Linked DNA regions of Mus musculus: region 2 is linked to region 1. Evidence: chromatin contacts called from public promoter capture Hi-C data. All regions are on one chromosome and are shown on one strand. The core of a region is the stretch at or near the end of the contact, and the rest is flanking DNA. Distances in the headings are between cores, read along the strand shown.

What was found. Promoter capture Hi-C pulls out the DNA fragments that hold promoters and counts their contacts.
Region 2: a promoter capture Hi-C map of pre-B cells shows a contact between it and region 1, with 2.0 times the contacts expected there. The contact joins the promoter of Zfp207 here to the promoter of Evi2a in region 1. A contact is called at or near these places in 2 of 39 promoter capture datasets (liver and pre-B cells) and 1 of 9 other capture datasets (adipose tissue).

What each region holds. Positions count from the first base shown.
Region 1 is chr11:79,529,248-79,531,947 of GRCm38.p6, forward strand. It overlaps Evi2a (ecotropic viral integration site 2a), which reads right to left and starts at 1,362. Exons shown (of 2, transcript NM_010161.3): 1 at 1,122-1,362. The region is part of intron 36 of Nf1 (neurofibromin 1); the gene reads left to right. It overlaps Evi2 (ecotropic viral integration site 2), which reads right to left and starts at 1,362. Exons shown (of 4, transcript NM_146023.4): 1 at 1,122-1,362.
Region 2 is chr11:80,381,984-80,384,683 of GRCm38.p6, forward strand. Zfp207 (zinc finger protein 207) reads left to right here and starts at 1,296. Exons shown (of 12, transcript NM_001130169.1): 1 at 1,296-1,512. The coding sequence starts at 1,472.

The DNA of each region.
Region 1 (2,700 bases), core at 112-2,611:
TAGGTTAGGGCCTAAGATTCTGTCTCTAAACTACTCCTAAGTAGTACAGATACCACCCTGCTGGTCACACTTGAGCCAGGGAGGTTTACTATGGTATAATCTCTGGCATTCGACAATATCGAAATGCTAATAAAGCACAGAAGTTGAGATTAACAGTTGAGATATGCTAAGTTGCACAGACAAAAATAGCATATAGTAAATGATGCTAGTTAGAAACTACAGTTTGATTCATATCTTATACGCAGAGTGGAGAGGGGAGCCCCCAGTGCTCTGGGGTCCGATCACTATTGAGATTATGACTGTTGGTAGATGCTTAAAGATCAACTGCACTGGCTTTTGTGCGATAGTATTCCGCTTCATCTTCAAGTTGGATGGTAGGATTCTCACGATACTTTATACGTCAGTCACATACCAAAAAAAAAAGCACTTTAAATTGATTTAGTAAGAAGTGTCCGTCCTTTCCTACCAGAGTAGACTTATGCAGTCAGTGTTAAATGACTTAATGTAGGTGATTTTAATCACATTAGTTCATTCACAGTGCTGTATACATCACAGTGTTGTACACGCTAGCCGTGTACCACAGGACAACATAATAGATCTGCTGTTGGTTGTCTTCAGCCAGATGTGCTGTCATGCCCTAGTAAACAAGCTGTTGGCACCATCAGACTCTCTCTTTGCTCACAATTGCCTGAGAACAGAAACTGTTCCTACATCTCTATTTTATGCCCCAGAGGCCAAGTTGGCTTAGCAAAGTTTTGATTTTCTGGTTTTGGTTTTGTCTCATTATTTTTAGTCAGATAGGTCATTCCTCAGCTGCAGTAATGAGAATGTATTTCCTTAATTTAAAAACAAAACAACAACAACAACTCAAAGCTTTTCAACTCATTTGAGTACAAACTCAAGACCTTCCTCATCCTGATTTAAATTCCATATTAATAATTATAAATTTTTCCTAGATCTAATTGATTATGCTGTTTACTTAATTTTTCATAGTGGAATAGAAAACACATAGCGATTCTACATTGTTAGATATATGTATATACCTTTGAAAAAGCCCTTCCTCTCTACTAACCTGAACAGTTATAAGTGGGAGGAGTAAGAGAGCCGCATGTGCTACCTACCTTCAGAGCTCGCCCAGCCGTCACTTCGTAAGCCACCTCAGTTCTGCTCTTCTTATTTTAAGTAGAATACTTTGGAGACTGTGAAACTTAAATCTGCAGGGTTTTTTAAAGAGGATATGTACAGCTAGCTTTCCACTCTTAAAACCAAACCACAGATGACACATTTCCTTTCCGCTGCAACTCAACTACATGTCACGGGGAAAGCAAAGACTGACTTGTCCAGCTGGCAATGGGATGACAAGAGGCTTTGTAGCGCCAGTCTCCACCCCCTGAATGGGGAGGGCTTTCCTCTTTCCTTCCCCTTCCCCCTTTTCTCTCCCACCTATGGCTTATTGTTTATGCCTACTATCTGCTTTTGAAATTAGTATTATTCAATGGAAATTACATGATGGCATCTTTAGTGTGGCATTAAAATCACTTTTCTAATTTTATATCACAGACTGATTTGAAAACATAAATGTGGGGTCCTTGGAGGTGTTTGTCAGCTAGGAGGATCACCGAGTCCGTGGAGGTGTTTGTCAGCTAGGAAGATCACACACATCACTGCCGTTTCAAGCTGCGAACTGCAGCAGTGATCTGAGCAGAATTTGGGCCAGAGAATGCTTGTAGGGTGTGGTGTGTGCAGTTGTGTCATTGCCTCAGATTAGACACGTCTGTTCGTCCGGGATGGATTACACGGTTTTGTGTGAAATCAGATAGACTCCTCTGATGATCTCCTTGGTTCTGCTGATCGTACCGAAGCCTGGGTCACAGCAGATCCCCTCTGATCCTGTCTCACTACGATCCTCCCTTCAGGTTTTCTGAGGTGCTTGTTTCCTCACTAGCCCCACACATGTCACGCATCTCTAACGCTGTCTTTGATCATCTCCTCCCTTTTTCTGAATGAGCACCACACTAATCTCCAGGGATCATTAGACACTTTCTCATCTCCTTAAAAAGATGACCACTTTTAATTTATATAATTTAAATTTTTATTTATTTTTATGGTGTCACTGGGACTGATCGCAGTTATCTACGCCTACCTTTATGTAGGTTTTGATGTCACCAGGTTTGCATGACCAGCACCTGCTGAGCCAAGTCTTTCACACCTCCCCTCCTTTTTATTTTGAGTCAAGTTTATTAAGTTGCCCATGGTAGCTTTGAATATTTTTGGGTTTTGCTGGTTTTCCTTTTTTTTTTAAATCTCCTCTCACAGTCCATCCCAACCACAGCTTCCCCTCCCTCCTCTCCTCAGTCTGCCCCGTACCTCCTCTTTCCCAGATCCACTGCTCCTCCATTTTCCTTCAATAAAGAGCAGCCTGAAACAGCTTCTTGTGGAGTTGAAACTGGCCTAGAACTCAATATGGAGCTGAGGACGACCTTGCCTTTATGGTCATCTTGCCTTGCTCCCATGTGCTGGGATCACAGGCTTTTATCACCACATCCATCTGAGCGCTAGGAATTGCACCTAAGCTTTCATACATCCACTAGGCAAGTACTCGGTCAACTGACCAATGCCACAGCCTCCTTGATTCTTACTAAAAGTCAAAAAAGTTGCCTATATTTTCAAAAGTGATTCCAAAATATTTGCAAAATTGAG
Region 2 (2,700 bases), core at 46-2,545, 850 kb after region 1:
TTTCAGTGCTCTTAACAGCTGAGCCATCTCTCCAGGCCCCTCAATCTTACTTTTAAATGAAGTTTCATGTATCCCAGGCATTATTTAATTCACTATGTAACTGAGGTTAGACCTTTAACTCCAGCCTCAGCCTCCTGGAATTCCCTGATTGCAGGCATGTTCCACCAACATTTTTTGTTTGCGAACCTTTCTGTGGTTTCAAGAGACTTCAGCATATACAATATCCAATTCTCTTACACTCTTCCTTGCCACATTTTCCAGGATTATCTTTTGCCAGCAACACTTTTCCTGTCTTGTTACTTTTAAGTTCAAATCCTCAAACACTGCATTTTATCAGTAATTAAAACTTCGATACAAGGTTTCTCTACATAACCCTGAATGTTCTATGTAGGCAGGAACCTGGCTATACATTCAGATCCACCAGCCTCAGCCTTTTGAGTGCTGGGATTAAAGGCATGCACCATCCATGCTTGGCTCACTGCATTTTAAAAAAAAAATTTTTTTTTTTTTATTCAAAGACAAGATCAGGCTTTGTTCTCCAGGCTAGCCTCTAAGTCTTAGCCTCATAGCATTTTCTGTCTTGGCCTTCTGAGTGCTGGGACAACAGACACAAGACCCAGGTAATAAGATAACTTAAGCTTTCTCCCACTGCATCTTCTTTCATCTTTCTAAACATTCCTATGTTCTCCGAAGCCGCTTAAGGATTGCCTTTTTGCGATTCTGAAGCACTTCACATTTCCCTTATCGCTACTGCTGATCTCACCCATACTGCTTCCTAGACTGTGGTTCACTGAAAAAAAAAACGGTAACTCTTCCTTGACCATATACGCCCCACTCCCGAAAGGCAACTGAAACAAGATTTAAAAATTGACCAGGTCGCAATCCGGGCGTGTGCCTTTAATCCCAAACAGTCGCTGGCAGGCAGAAGCAGGCGCATCTTTGAGTTTGAGGCCAGCTTGGTCATTTCCTCTATCAGCAGGGCTATGAAGAGACCCATCTCAAAAAATAAAAGCAAAACACACAACAGCAAAAAACAAAACAAAACAAAACCCAAATTGACCATGTCCCAATTATCTTTATTTATTTGTAATCTATCCTTAATTATACTCCTAATCTTTTCCTCCCTTCAATTTGCATACGGGATAGCCGACGTACTGGATGACCCAAGCTCTAAAGGATCAGCGTCCTCAGCCCGGGAGCGCCACCACCACTTAACCCCATTAAGATGGCGGCAGCGCCCGCTCAGCCACTCAGGGCCGAAGCCTGCGTCACGTGACCCGCACAGCTCTCACCGCGGTGGCTGATGGGAGGTGGAGATAGAACGAGGGTGTCGGCCATTTTGTGTCTGTTTCCTGCGGGACGCGCTGGTGGCGGTTGGTGTGGAGAACTCTGCGAGTCTCTTGGGTTTTTTGTTTTTTGTTTTTTCCAGCTTCTTTCCGCCTCTATTCTGCCTGTTCTGTAGGGCGCAGTTATGGGTCGCAAGAAGAAGAAGCAGCTCAAGCCGTGGTGCTGGTATCCTTTGTGGGGTTGACGTGGAGGCCGAGCGTGGGTGTCGCTTCTTGAGAACACAAGTCTGATAGGTTTGGGTTAAGCCTGTTTGGTAGGGCCCGGCCGGGCCCAGCCGAGCCTTTGTGCTGTGGCTGGGTTAGGATTTGGGGTGGTTTCTTGTAAAATGGGGTTCTTCGGGCGAGAGGGCTCCGGAGTTTGGTGGCGCTGAACTCGGTGACTCAGGCGCTTGTTTGTCGCGATCATTGGGCCTGGAGACGTTCCCCAAGTGCAGTCGTCCCTAAGAACTCCTGTCTCCGTTGTTTCGTTGAAGACCCCACAAAGGGACTTGAGTTTGGGGTAAATGTCCTGACTCCCTGGATAATTGAACTGTGACTAGCCCCCCCCCCCTCGCGGTGAAGAATCGGCTTCCGCCTCTCTTTCGGGCGCCTTAATCTTGGGGAAGCGGTTGCTTAACTGGGTGGAGTTTCTATTATCGTTACCCAATTTTGTAGGACTGGTTAAACTGTTAAGAAGGAAAACAATTTTCTCTCTTTTTTTTTTTTTTTTTTTTTTGTGGATAACGTATTACGCTAAACTGATTTTTTTTAATCTATTACAAGAAAACTATTTGTCTCAAGACAAATTTGTTTTTAAAATAGTTAAGTAGCTAAAAATCCGTCACGAATTATTTAATGCACTCACAGAAAAAGTCTTGCGAGGTCAGAACTCTTAGTATATGCGAATTTACATTTCCTGAATGCATAGATTAATAATGAAACTGGAAGAAATTTTATGGATTCTTAGTTGAATGTGCCCTTTGTCATGAGTTGTATAATGGATTATGAATTCCCAGTTTCAACTCTATTGTATATTTAATGAATTGTGAAATTGCCTCCCCCCCCCCTCTGTCTTTTTATTTGGGATTGGGGGTCTGGTTGTCTGGAAATTGCTCTGTCCACCAGGCTGGCCTCCGCCTGTCTCTGCTTCCCCAGTGCTGGGATTGAAGGCATGGATCACCACTGCCCAGTTTGAAGTTGCCTTTTCTTTTGAAAAGAAATATTTTGAGTTAGTCTTGCTGTCTGACCTGGCACTCAGAATAAATATCTGCCTTTGCATGTGGAGTGTTGAAATCAAAGGCATGGGGTATGCCAGGCTAAAAGATTTTTATTTGGGCTTATGATCTTAGACTGCATACCAAGTTTATCTAGTTCA